Linked DNA regions of Hordeum vulgare: region 2 is linked to region 1. Evidence: chromatin contacts called from public Hi-C data. All regions are on one chromosome and are shown on one strand. Each heading gives the region's core, a stretch centred on a gene start, on an enhancer-like site or on the middle of the called end of the contact. The rest is flanking DNA. Distances are from core to core; before and after follow the strand shown. Region 1 holds the start of LOC123425930 (lon protease-like). Region 2 holds the start of LOC123425931 (probable potassium transporter 14).

Region 1 (7,316 bases), core at 4,008-6,507:
GGAGGCAAAAAAATTCAAAAAAATGAAAATAATAAATACATAGTAATCGCGCACCACGCCTAGGTGCGCCACTATTATGTAGCATTGCAATGGCGCACCATTGCAAGGTGCGCCACTATTATGTAGCATTGCAATGGCGCACCATTGCAAGGTGCGCCACTACTATTTTCCCGCCTTCACAATTCAAAAAAATAGCAATGGCGCACCAGTGCAAGGTGTGCCACTGCTAAGTTGGGCTAAAAGGACCGAGCAGCCACTTACACCTTCATTCTTCTCCTCCTCTCCTCCACTCCATCTCCTCCTCTCCTCCTGTCCTCCACTCCATCTCCTCCTCTCCGGCGACCTCCTCCTCCTCACGGTGCTCCTTCTCCGGTGAACTCCTCCTCACGGTACTCCTCCTCTGGCGACCTCCTCCTCGGTGCTCCTTCTCCGGTGACCTCCTCCTCACGGTGCTCCTCCTCCGACGACCTCCTCCTCCCTCCTATCCTCCTCACGGTGCTCCTCCTCCGGCGACCTCCTCCTCCATCCTCTCCTCCTCACGGTGCTCCTCCTTCCTCTCCTGCTCACGGTCCTCCTTCTCCTCTCCGGCGACCTCCCTCCTCCTCCTCCTCCCTCCTCTCCAGCGACCTCCTCCTCTACTTCCGGCCACATGTGGAGCTCCCCCGACACAAAGAACGTACCAGATCCAGATCGAGAAGGATATTTGAAAAAAAAATCAAGCAACAAAAAAGATCAAAAAACAAGCCAAAAAAATGAGCTAGATCTAGATCCAGATCCAAATTCAAAATTCAAAAATATCAATGGCGCACGGTGGGGGTTAGACGGTGCGCCACTACTATTCTCCCGCCTTCTAAATTCAAAAAAAAAATCAAAAAAAAATTACCAGTGGCGCACCAGAGGTGCGCCATTGCTATTTGTTACTAGTAATGGCACACTACAAGGTGCGCCACTGTTACCTGCAATACTAATGGCGCATCAGAGGTGCGCCATTAGTATTTGTTACTAGTGGCGTGGTAATAATGGCGCATCAGAGGTGCGCCATTAGTATTTGTTACTACTGGCGTGGTGATAATGGCGCACTTATAGTGCGCCATTAATAGCAAAAAGTGGTGCGCCACTAATAGTCTTTTTTCTAGTAGTGAACATACATATGTTACTAGTATAATTTATTACCTTCAGAGTGGATAGTAACATAGGGCTAGTAACATTGAGCCTTTCATTTATTAGCTTATAGACTCATCTTGCCTTGGTATGCGTTATGTTACTCATAGTACGAGTAACTAGCTAAGTTACTTAATTTCTCTTTCTTCTTATTAATTAGTTGCCACATCATTTTTTTCCTTAGCTAACATCTATGTTAATCTATGTTATTCCCATTGTGGGTAGTAGTCTCATGCCAAGGGATCTTAAATGTTGATGCTTCCTTCCAAGAAGGCAATAACTCAAGTGGTTGTGGAGCGGTGCTTCAGGACAATAGCGAAAGATTCATTGCAGCGGCCACTGCCAACCTAGGCCCTGTTTGGATCCTAGGGTTAGAGTTAGAGTGGGTTAGATTTGAGCCATCTAACCCTCGAAGATCCAAACAGGTGGGTTAGAGTTAGTTAGATGCATCTAACCCACCCAAAAACTCTAACCCATCCAAGAGATGCTTTTTTGGGTTAGAGTAGGTGGGGTCTAGGAAAAAAGAGAGATCCAAAATAGCCAAATGATTGAAAAAAGCATTTATTGTCAATCTAACCCTCCCATCCAAACACCTTTAGAGTTAGAGTTAGTTTAGGTTAGTTCAAGGGTTAGAATCTAACTCTAACTCTAACCAGGTTAGAGTATCCAAACAGGGCCCTAGTGCAGGTCACAGATGTAGTCTCGACTGAAGCAATATCACTTCACTTCAACTTCACTTCACGAAGGACTAAAACTAGTGCATAATCTTGACATCATCGACGTTTTGTTGACGATGGATAATATTGTTGTGGTGGATTCCATCCGGATAATATTGTTGTGGTGGATTCCATCTGCTCAAATGAAGGTCACCCTATGAGGGCAGGCCCGATTGTTGATGAATGTAGGGCTTTACTTTGAAGGTAGTAACTTTGGAGCGTTGCAATCGAGAACCAAATAATGTGGCTCATAAGAGCATCTTCAACAATCTGTATGTTCAATCGTTGGTATAAGTGTCCACATCAATAACCAACAACACACCATACAAGCTCTTTAATAGAGTATATATTAATCGTATGTAAAATAACTAAGCGGGTCCACAAACATGGAAGAAATAACCATGCTTGCCTCGGAGCTTGTGCGTGAACCGTTGCTTCAAGTTCATACGATTTCATTCTCTCTCTTCTTTTATTATGCGTCATGTCATGAAAATCATCTATGTAGCAATTTTTCCAACGATCATCATACAACCATTGAACATGCCCTAAGCTAGCTAGTTGGGGCCTTGCAAACCCTCCATCCACCCCATATTTTATTGTAAAGTTCTTAGCAGACACGATGTAAGTTTTATTGAGTAATAAAGCTAGTCTTCAAGGCCTTCCCCTAAAAATAAAAAATCAAGCAACTGTACAAGTCGTGTTACATCTGTTGATTTCTGTTAGTCGATACTAATAGCTTACCACCTTTTCCATGTGGTTACGTGTGCCCCTGCTTCTGAGAAAGTACTAATATTCGGCAATTTGGATAAACCAAGTTAATTCCCAACAATTGCTAACAAAGAACAAGTACCTCCCATAGAAATTTGGCAACCTTAAACCGGAGATCTCACACATGTGTTATTCGTGAAATGCTTATGGATTATGATGAAACAGATTTTGCAAATCGTTCAACAAATACAATGTTCACAAATGCATCAAAGCTACTGGTACACAGGACATAAGATGAAGCAAATCCAGCAAAATTATATATCTGAATAAATTACTACAAATTATGCATCTGCAGAACTACTGGATCCACACATACACAATCGTTCATAAGATTGGAATTCAAAAAGTCATGTTTATATTACTAGAAAAACTCGCAGAAAACTACTGGTACAAAGGACATAACATTAAGCAAATCCAGCAGAATTGTATATGTTTCGACTGTTCAACTACAACTGATAAATATGAATTATGAACAGCCACCACAATAGGATCAGGATGCTACTCTAGACCAAACTGAACCAGAACAGGCGATGCAATCTTTAAACGGCTTCCTCTATGTGGCTAGTCCAATGGAAAAATCATTAACACGCAAAAAACATCTGTAGCCTGAAGAGTACCTTCTTTCAAAATGAAAATGCAGAAAACATCTGTACAGAGATTCAACATCTGCAGCCAGTAGATACACTCTCACTTGATGGCAGGAAAGAGTGCTGCATTTTCACCTGGATGCAAAGAGTGTTGCTATGCTACCATCATCATGGCATCCGAATTTGAATCACCTTTTATTGGACGATATTTCTAGAAAAACGGAACGTGGGAGAAAACAAGTCACCTGTTACGGGATCATACACTAAAAAAACATAGGAGATATAATGACTCCCTCTTTTCATAATTCTTGTTGTGCGTTTAGTTCAAATTAGTATGGAACGAAGAGAGTATTAAACAGATGGATGCATATATGTAAGGTCACACAGACACAATTGACGATGAATAAACCTGCTAAAGCATCGTACATCACATAATTACTCCATTCTTACTCCGTTCACTTTTATAAGTCATTTCAGACAACTGAAATTGAGCTGTTTTGCACGCTGTCTGAAATGTCTACAACGCCTTATAAAAGTGAACAGATGGAGTAGCTTTCTATTGGAACTACTCCCTCCGTTCCTAATATAAGTCTTTCTAGAGGTATAAGTTTTTCTAGAGGTTCTACTAGGTGACTACATGCGGATGTATATAGACATACTTTAGAATGCAGATTCACTCATTTTGCTTTGTATGTAGTTCCTTAGTGAAATTTCTTAAAAGACTTATATTTAGGAACGGAGGGAGTATTTCATTGCATAACTGAAACTAAAATTATATGGTAAGCCAATCATGTCAGACAACATAATTCCAATTGAGAAATGGCAGTCTACACTCGAGAGAGCTGACCAATGAGTAAATACCGTCCTATTTCACACTGAATGCATCGCTTTCATTGAGCAAAATGCTTATCATTACCATGGATCATCATCATAGCTCCGCATTTTTCTTTGAGTTAATACACATGAATTATACGTACAATTTTACACGCTAAACTACCACATTGAAATAATAAAGCCTACCCGTGCAATTATAAGGAAAGTGGGAAAAAGGGAGGTTTAGTCCTTATCGGCGAGCGAGATGGGACAGAGGCCAGAGGCGAAAGGGGGGGATGCTTCACCCCGACGACGGTGACGAGGGGAAGACGTCCTTGACAGCAGACGCGGCGGTGAGGTAGTTGAGAGTGTTGCGGAGCGTGTCCCGCTCCCGTCGCAGGCGCGCGGCGGTGTCCTCAAGCTCGAGCAGCGCCTGCTGCTCCCTGGGCGCGCCCTCGAAGGTGTTGCCCACGTAGAAGGAGAATGGGGTGGGGAAGAGCCCCCGGCGCAGGTCCCCGACCTCCTTCTCGGGCTTGCCGTTGAGGCGGTTGGCGATGCGTATGACGTCGCGCATGAGCGCCTCGACCTCGACGGCGAGCGCCTCGGCATCCTCCCCGGGGGCCGGCGTCTCCGCGGGCGGGCGGTCCTCGAGCCACTGCACGGCGGCGACGAGGTAAGGCTTGTTGCGGACGATGCGGGCGACGCGGAAGCGCTCCTGGCCCTTGCAGATGAGGAAGAAGCGGTCGTCGGCGAGGCGCTCGTGCTTGACGACCTCCCCGACGCAGCCGACGTCGGACGCGCCGTCGGAGCCGGCGAAGACGATGCCGAAGCGGAGGTCGGTGTCGAGCACGGTGTGCATCATGATACGGTAGCGGAACTCGAAGATGTGCAGCGCATGGGTCGCGTCCGGGAAGAGAACGAGCGGGAGAGGGAACAGAGGGAGCTCCACAAGGCCATCGTCGGGCTCGGACGGGTACTGGTCGGGCGACGGCGATGGCGACGACCCAGGCCCTGACGCGGCGAGGAGGCGGCCTCGGCGGCGGTGGCCGGAGGCGTGGAGGCGGGGCGTTGTGCGGAATGCATGGGCAGGGGAGGCGGCGAGGTGGAGGTGGAGGTGGGGGTGGGGGCGCGGGGAGGGGAGGATTTGGGGGAGGAGAGCCATTGGGGAGTGGAGGGATCTTTTCCCCACGGTGGTGAGGAGGGGAACGTGTGGATACGGGGAGGTGATTTTTCAGAGGTTTTCTTGTTATGGGGAAGAAGGGTGGGGTCTACGGGCAGAGACAGGGTTAATATGAGTCGGGTGCGGTGGGGTGATGGCGTGGAGCAGACCACGTGCAGGCTTATCCGCCTGGAGCAGCTCGCGCTCGATGTGGGACACCGCTTTTCATTTTTTATTTTTTATTTTATGAAATGCAATTTTTAGGGCTTTTCCCCACGGTCGTGAGATTCTTCCTACCGGCCAGGCCCATCTAAGGGGCATTCTGCGTTTTAGTTTCAGAAGTAGCTTCCCGAAACCATTAATTAAGGAGTAAACGTGATCCGCACGCGCTGAACACTGATTGAACATGCAACATTTTTTCGTCTAAAATGTTGCTATTTTTCCTACATTTGTTCAGTAAAAAAACTGCATATATGTTTGGTTACAACTTCAGTTCACCGGATTTTTCGTTACAATCGATGTTTTTTACTTTTGCTACAGCCGTGTTAATTTTTGCTATGACCGACATCATTTTTTGCTGTAATTGTTCACTAAAAAGTTGCATACACGTTTACGTAGATATTTGTTACAACCGGCGTTTGACTTTTGCTACCACGCATCATTATCTTCGTTTTTTTGCTATGATCACGTAGATATTTTTTGTTCTATAAATTTTGTTTTTTGTCGCAACCGTCAAAAAAATTGTTGCATCGCGTCGAATTTTTGCTACATCGGGAAAAAAAATTGCATGAAGATCCAACGGTGCGGACACGCGGGGGTTCATGGATCGTGCGGCCCGCGCGCGGCCGGCCGAAAGTTTCGACCGGCGCAGAGCACTGTCCATTTTTAAAGATTATTTTTTTTTATAGGTTGTGATAAATGACACATTAAATGTGTGTCATTTGTTGTAACATGGAATTTTTTTTCAAAAATCCTTATTTTGAAAATATTTTATCTTGTAAACCGTGCATAGAAATCTTTAAAACTATATCTCATGTTGATAGATTTTGACGAACTTTTTATTTAATGAAAAAAACAAAACCTAAGAGACCGTGCCTCTCGTGATAGAAAAAATAGTAAACATATTTATTTTTTTCTTTTCCGAGAGGCACGACTGTGCCTCTCACGAAGGTAAAATCGTGCATCTCGCAAAAAAATGCGTTTTCCGCTTTTTGAGACGTACGGGTCTGCCTTTCACAAAGGCAAAATTGTATCTCTCACAGAAATAAAACCATGCCTCTCGCAGGAAAATAATAATCAAAAATCATGTTTTTCCCCTTTTTGAGAGGCACGGAAGGTAAAATCGTGCCTCTCGCGGAAACAAAAACGTGCCTCATGTAAAAGCAAAAACCGTGTCTCTTACAAAAAAAAGTATTTTTTCGTGCATTTATTTTTTTATCATAAAAACTAAAAAAGACCGATGAAAACCGAAACACAAAATATCAGAAAAAAACAAATCTAAAAAGCAGAAAACGCGTGAGGAAAAAAATCAGAGGAAGTGCTCAGAGCGCGGCATGTGGTGACGGCTGAGAACATGCCAAGTGACATCGCATGGAAGTATTCGCTGGGATGCTTCTGAAGGAACGCTCGATAACTAATTACTCTCGAAGCTTCCTTCCGGCCCACATGAAATACACGCTAGGTCCCCTATTCGGGAGGTCCTATATAATGCTCTTTGCATCAAGCTAATGCTGTTTCGCACAAAACCTTTACTTGGCGGGCTTTCTAGGATGTTTTCTGTTTCTGCTGTTTCGCGAGCAAGCAAACGAGAACTCAGTGTTTGTGTTTGATTCCTTCTGTTTCTTTTTTTATATTTATTTCTTTTTTTCCTTTCAAATTTCAATGTTTTATTTTTAAAAAAATATGTTCCTGTTCAAAAATTCTTCATAAGTTTATGAAAAAAATCTTGTTTTTGAAAAACCAAATTTCAAAAAATGACATATTTTCAGAAACTGTTCATAAATTTAAAGATGTTCTGGATTTTTTTTAAAAAGTCCTTTCTTTTTCCAAAATTATTGTCAATGCTTTTGTTAACAAAATTCACAAAATTTAAGAAAATGTTCTGACTTTCAA
Region 2 (6,615 bases), core at 2,520-5,019, 980 kb before region 1:
AACCAACTCATGGTTCTGGCACATGGATAGCAAGCTTCCACACACCCCTGTCCATGGCTAGTTCTTTGGTGATACTTCACTCCTTCAGATCTCTTTTTACGGACTCCTCCCATGTCAAGTTTAGTCTACCCCGACCTCTCTTGATATCAGCAAGCTTTAGCAGTCCGCTATGCACTAGAGCTTCTGGAGGCCTGCGTTGAATATGCCCAAACCATCTCAGACGATGTTGGACAAGATTCTCTTCAATCGGTGCTACCCTAACTCTATCCTGTATAGCACCATTCCGGACCCTGCACTTCCTTGTGTGGCCACACATCCATCTCAACATGCGCATCTCTGCTACACCTAACTATTGAACATGTTGCCTTTTAGTCAGCCAACATTCAATGCCATACAACATTGCGGGTCGAGTCGTGGTCCTATAGAACCTACCTTTTAACTTTTGTGGCACTCTCTTGTCGCAAAGAACCCCAAAAGCTTGGCGCCACTTCATCCATCTGGCTTTAATTTAATGGTTCACATCTTCATCGATACCCCCATCCTTCTACAACATTGACCCCAAATATCAAAAGGTGTCCTTTTGAGGCACCACCTGCCCAGCCCATCAAGGCTAACCTCCTCCTCCTCATGCCTAGCAATACTGAAACCGCACTTCTTGTACTCGGTTTTAGTTCTATTAAGCCTAAAACCTTTCGATTCCAAGGTTTGTCTCCATAGCTCTAACTTCCTATTAAACCCCATCTGACTATCATCAACTAGCACCACATCATCCGCAAAGAGCATACGCCATGGGATATCTCCTGGTATATGCCTTGTGACCTCATCCATCACCAAATCAAAAAGATAAGGGCTCAAAGTTGACCCCTGGTGGAGTCCTATTTTAATCGGAAAGTCATCAGTGTCGTCATCACTTGTTCGAACACTAGTCACAACATTATCGTACACGTCCTTGATGAGGGTAATGTACTTTGCTGGGACTTTGTGTTTCTCCCAAGCCCAGCACATGACATTCTGTGGTTGGGACTTTGTGTTTCTCCCAGGCCCACCACATGACACTCTGCGGTATCTTATCGTAGGCCTTCTCCAAGTCAATGAACACCATATGTAGATCCTTCTTTTGCTCCATGTATCTCTCCATGGTCATAACAAGAAAATGGCTTCCATGGTCGACCTCGCAGGCATGAAACCAAACTGAGTTTTGGTCACACTTGTCATTCTTCTTAAGCAGTGCTCAATAACTTGGCCAAATAATCTGAACCAAATTGATACTTTCCTTCCCTTGTCCTACTCATTTCTTTAAAACAAAAAACAGCATCCATTAATTTATGGAAAGTATCATCTAGTGTTGGACGGAAGGATCGCATTAATTATGGAGAGTATCATTCTTTTCTGGTTTTGACTATAGCATGCGTACTGCGGTTAAATACCTCAAGCAAGGATCGCCTTAATTTAGGAAAAGTACCATTTATGTGGGCTCCTCCTAAAATCTCTCGTTTCCTTTCCATCATCTTCACATTTTGTCGCACGATCTTACCCGACGATGTCAATGTGGGACATACCATAGAAAAAAAAACATGTCATCTCTGATGAGGCACTCTTAATTGGTGTTGAATCACTAAAATATGTTTGCTCCCGTTGCAACACACGGGCAATTAGCTAGCAGGAGCAAGAGGATAGTCCATAGATACACTTCTTAGCCTCTGGCCTGACTTCAGATAATTATGGCTTGCAAGTTTGAACTGCCGAGTACTTTATTGAAAACTTCTAACATCCAACACAGTTAAAACTTAGAGCAAATACTTGCAACAAGAGGAATACAGCAAGACCCGAATGAAGAACTTCATTAAACGGGGCTACCAAAGTAGCTGATGCAAAGAAACGAGGGTTTCGCTCGATATTCTAGCATGAATTGTAGCAGAGCAGTCAAATCAGAATTAGCTACTTTTCAGCTTTCCTAAAGAATATTTTTTTCATCAACCTATCATTTAGATATTAAAATTTGTGATTGTAGATGCATCTTGTGTCAAAGTTATTTATATTTTTTTGAAAAATTACATGATCTTTTGGATGTCCATTCAACCTGATTCCTCCTAAAGGGCATAGTGCATATAAGTCGTTCACAACTTGCCATTGCTCATTCCATCACCTCTCTGTTCTTAGGTAATCATAGTGCGCCTTAAAAAAATCATGAGGAATTTAGATTAGGTACCTCAGAAAAGGTAAATCGCAAATCATGCTTCCAAGAACCATAATAAAAAGAAGATAGGAAAAAGGAATTGCCCTCTCTCACTCACCACCAATACCTCTAAATAGACTACCACCCCTCAATGCACGATCTGCCACTTTTTCCAGCATTAATAGCCCCGAAATCCAAATTTGAGCCTGTCGTATGAGGCCAAATGAGTTAAAATAAAGCAATCTCTCTATTCCCCTCTCTGATCCTGCAGTTGTAGCAGCAACAGGCAACAAATAGAGGTGACACGTAGTTGAAGACTAGTCGTGACAAGTTGGCAAGTTGGTGGCATGGCGACACAACTCAATTTTAAAACTTACAACCTTGTTTGATGGATATCTTGAGGTGGAACTAACACTGGAAGTCTGAGCAAACCATCAAATATTTGTTTCAAATGCTTCAGCTTTTGCGAAACACTCATATAAAGCAAGATGAGTATTATAAGGACAATGAACATAACCTAACTTTTCTAAAACAAAATAAATCTTTCATGGAAACAAATTATGCAACCTAATTAGGCCTTCACAAAATTAAGAACAAACTCTAGCTTGCAGACCACAAGTACCAGCATAGATACTACAGAAGGCAACATCATCAAAATTACCGAAGGTTTACTAAACATTTGCACAATGCAGGTTCGTCTGAACAACGATGCAAACACACCTCGCCCGCATGAACAGACGTAAACCACCCAATAGAACCCACACTGCACAAGCAAGCCCGTCTAAAACTGCTACATGCACCGCAGGAACCAACCCAACGAACCTTAACAACCCACTCCAAGCAAAGCAAGCTCATAATCAAATGCACAAACACCTGGTGAGCAACCACACAATACATGGTCTTAACACTCCTAACCCAGTAAAGCTTATCAGCCCCATGCCACAAGCTCGTATAAACAATCGCGCTAAGTAGGAACGTCTAAGTTCTAACACGAGATATCGACCGATCAGAGAGATGGGGGCAAGAAGGCAATCCCACGAACAGCTTGCACGCAGCCTCACCTAGGCAATACCCCAACCACCTAGCGCGCAACGAAATTGAAGCCAATTTAATCAACGCAGTGGGGGCGGATGGGAGGCAGACCTGGTGGCGGTACAGACCGGGGACATCCAGAGCTTCGACGTCGAAGGAGTCGGCGCGCGGGCCGGTGCGCACGAGGCGCTGGCGCAGCAACGCATCCTCCTCATCCTCTTCAGCGTCCGAGTAGCCGCCTCCACCGCCACGGGAGCCCAGGGCGGCCGTGGGGGTGTCTGTCCCGCCGTCACCGTCGTCCGAGCTATCGATCTCATCATCTTCAGAAGCGCCGCCGGAGACCACCCACCGCATCTCCGCCGACTCCGTCTTCGGCAGCCTCCGGCCGCCGCTACTTCCCGTCTCCATTCGGATCGAGGCACACAGCTGAGAAGTGCTTGCGTGGGGTTCTAGAGGTTCGTGTGACACAGGCAGGCCGGCAGGGGTCTGAACTCCGAAGAGGGGAGAGGCGAGGCGAGGCGAGGCGAGGAGAGAAGAGACGGAACTGCAGTTGTAGGATATATACAGCTATGCTGCTGAATTTTGTCCTTTCTTTTTTTTTCTAAAGAAAAAGCCTACGGCGAGCTTTATTCATTTGAAAAAGGGTTGCTGCATCGTTTAGGCTGCTCATGGTCAATGGTGGAGGCAGAATTGAAGCAAGCCCCGAGCCTAAATTTTTTCCGCCATGATTGAAAAACTTAACGTCGACAAGCCTATAGCTACTACAAACGATACCCCATAAAAAATATGGCTCAACTACACAATTTTTTTGTAATTTAAACTCAATGATTCATGATAGAGCAAAAATAAATAAAAACATGGTAAAAATCAGAAAGACAGTATTGTGTGTTACAAAAGAGTGGAAGAAGGGCCAATTACCTCATCAACAGTGGAGGAAGCGCCAATCAGAAAGACAGTATTGTGTGTTATAAAATTAGAAAAACATGGTAAAAATCAATTGTTTGTTTCATTAGTGCCTCCAATTACCTCATCAACAGTGGAAGAAGCGGCAACACCATGGATACATCAAAAGAAAATTTTCATAACTGAAGGCATAAACATAAAATGAGATAGTTATCCTTGATACAAATATGAAATGATAGGCATACCCTGTTCCGAACATGGGTGAAAAGAAAATCTCTCCATCTTCTTTTTCTACAATATGTGAACAGAAATTGACAATTACATAAATTTGAGTTCCACAATACCATGGATACATTACTGAATAAATGCACCAATTATTTTAATTCGAAAATACCATGGTCAGGCACTAGCAGTGGCAGTCGAGCAGAGAGGAGACCGGGGCCGAGCTTGCAGCGTGGTGGCCAAGAGTGGGCGAGCAAACAGAGCACACGAGCAGTCGGGAAGGGACTAAACAGGAGGGCAGTGGCCGGAAGCAGGACGGCGCTACAGCAACAACCTGGACAAGGAGTCGAGGACGACGGCGTCCGGTAGAGGCGGAGGCGCGAGCGCTGGAACATGTGCATGCGTTCTGCTTGAGAATTAGGTCGTGGGGTAGATCGTGCCTCGTACATGCGTGGATGCTGGATCGGTGGTGAGCTGGTGGCGACAGATTTGATTGAAACTGTCCACCAGGCTTTGGACCTCCTTCCTTTTAGTGATTAGCACCCCGGGCCTGTAGAAAAACCTATATAGGTATTAGCTAGATCATTTTTCCACGCCCCGGGCCTGGGCACTGGGTGCCCGGGGCCCAGCTCCGCCCCTGCTCATAGTGGAGACTAACAGATAGTAGTATCATGCATATATTAGTATTGTATGATAATACCTTCATAGTGCATAATATCATAAACTAGTATCATAGGTGATCTCATTTATTGACATGCATGACACATAGTAGCATAGCATTTAACATGATACGGTATCTACCTATGTTACTCTAAGGTTGGTTGTAATGGGTAGTATCATATACTAGTATCCTGCATATGATACTAGTGTATGATATCACATCCGTAATGCATACTATCATATGATAGTTCATTTATTGTCATGCAAGACACATAGTAGCACATCATTTAATATGATACGGTATCATGATATGATAATCAACCCTCTCTTTCTTCATTTAATTCTATGCCACCTCATCAAAATTGCCTAGTTGGCATGCATGATACTACCTATGATGCTACCATTACGGGCAATCTAACCCTCTCTCTCTTCTTTAATGACTTGCCACATCAGCATGTTTGCTAGTTCCAAGACTATGATACTAGCTATGATACCCCCACAACGGCTAGCCTTAATGATTTATATAGTACTTCCTCCGTCTCAAAATAAGTGTCGCAAATTTAACACTAAATTGGTACAAATTTTGTACTAGACCAACAACACTTATTTTGGGACGGGGGGAGTACTAAGTACAGTAGTATAGACATGAGTAGCTCAATTGACTTCGGAAGCTCATGAGCAGTTCCATTGACCTTTCTGTGGTAATGTTTAATCACGATCTTTATAAAACCCCATGATACGTCTCAAACGTATCTATAATTTTTGATGGTTTCACGATGTTATATTGTCTTCTTTGGTTGTTTTATGTACCTTTTATATCTTTTTTGGGACTAACTTATTAATTCAGTGCCAAGTGCCAGTTCCTATTTTTTCCGTGTTTTTGACTCTTTTCAGATCTGATTTTGGAACGGAGTCCAAACGGAAGAAAAACCCCGAAATGATTTTTTCCCGAACGGAAGAAGACCAGGGGGCTTTTGGGCCAAGCCAGGTGGGCTCCAGGGAGCCCACAAGCCCCCACTCCGCCACCAGGGGGAGGCGGCGGTGGGTAGGCTTGTGGCCTCCCTGGCCGCCCCCTGAACTAGGTATTTGGCCTATAAATTCCCAAATATTCCGCAAAAAATCAGGGGAGCCTCGAAAGTACTTTTCCGTCGCTGCAAGCTTCCGTTTCCGCGAGATCTCATCTGGAGACCCTTCCCGGCGCCCTGTCGGAGGGGACTTTGGAGTTGGAGGGCTTCTTCATCTCATCATCATCGCCCCTCAAATGACTCGTGAGTAGTTCACTTCAGACCTACGGGTCCGTAGTTAGTAGCTAGATGGCTTCTTCTCTCTCTTGGATCTTCAATACAAAGTTCTCCATGATCTTCATGGAGATCTTTCCGATGTAATCTTCTTTGGCGGTGTGTTTGTCGAGATCCGATGAATTGTGGATTTGTGATCAGATTATCTATGATATATATTTTAGTCTTTGTTGATTTCTTATATGCATGATTTGATATCCTTGTAAGTCTCTCTGAGTCTAGGGTTTTGTTTGGCCAACTAGATCTATGATTCTTGCAATGGGAGAAGTGCTTGGTTTTGGGTTCTGCCATGTGGTGACCTTTCCGAGTGATAGTAGGGGCAGC

The links. Hi-C and Micro-C count contacts between places; a contact is called where the count stands out from the background.
Region 2: a contact with region 1 is called in a Hi-C map of leaf, with 4 times the contacts expected there. The contact joins the promoter of LOC123425931 here to the promoter of LOC123425930 in region 1. A contact is called at or near these places in 2 of 6 Hi-C or Micro-C datasets (leaf and seedling).

What each region holds. Positions count from the first base shown.
Region 1 is chr2H:222,840,880-222,848,195 of MorexV3_pseudomolecules_assembly, reverse strand. It overlaps LOC123425930 (lon protease-like), which reads right to left and starts at 5,257. Exons shown (of 1, transcript XM_045109695.1): 1 at 4,101-5,257. The coding sequence starts at 5,207. The coding sequence ends at 4,347.
Region 2 is chr2H:223,818,443-223,825,057 of MorexV3_pseudomolecules_assembly, reverse strand. It overlaps LOC123425931 (probable potassium transporter 14), which reads right to left and starts at 3,769. Exons shown (of 10, transcript XM_045109696.1): 1 at 3,320-3,769. The coding sequence starts at 3,616.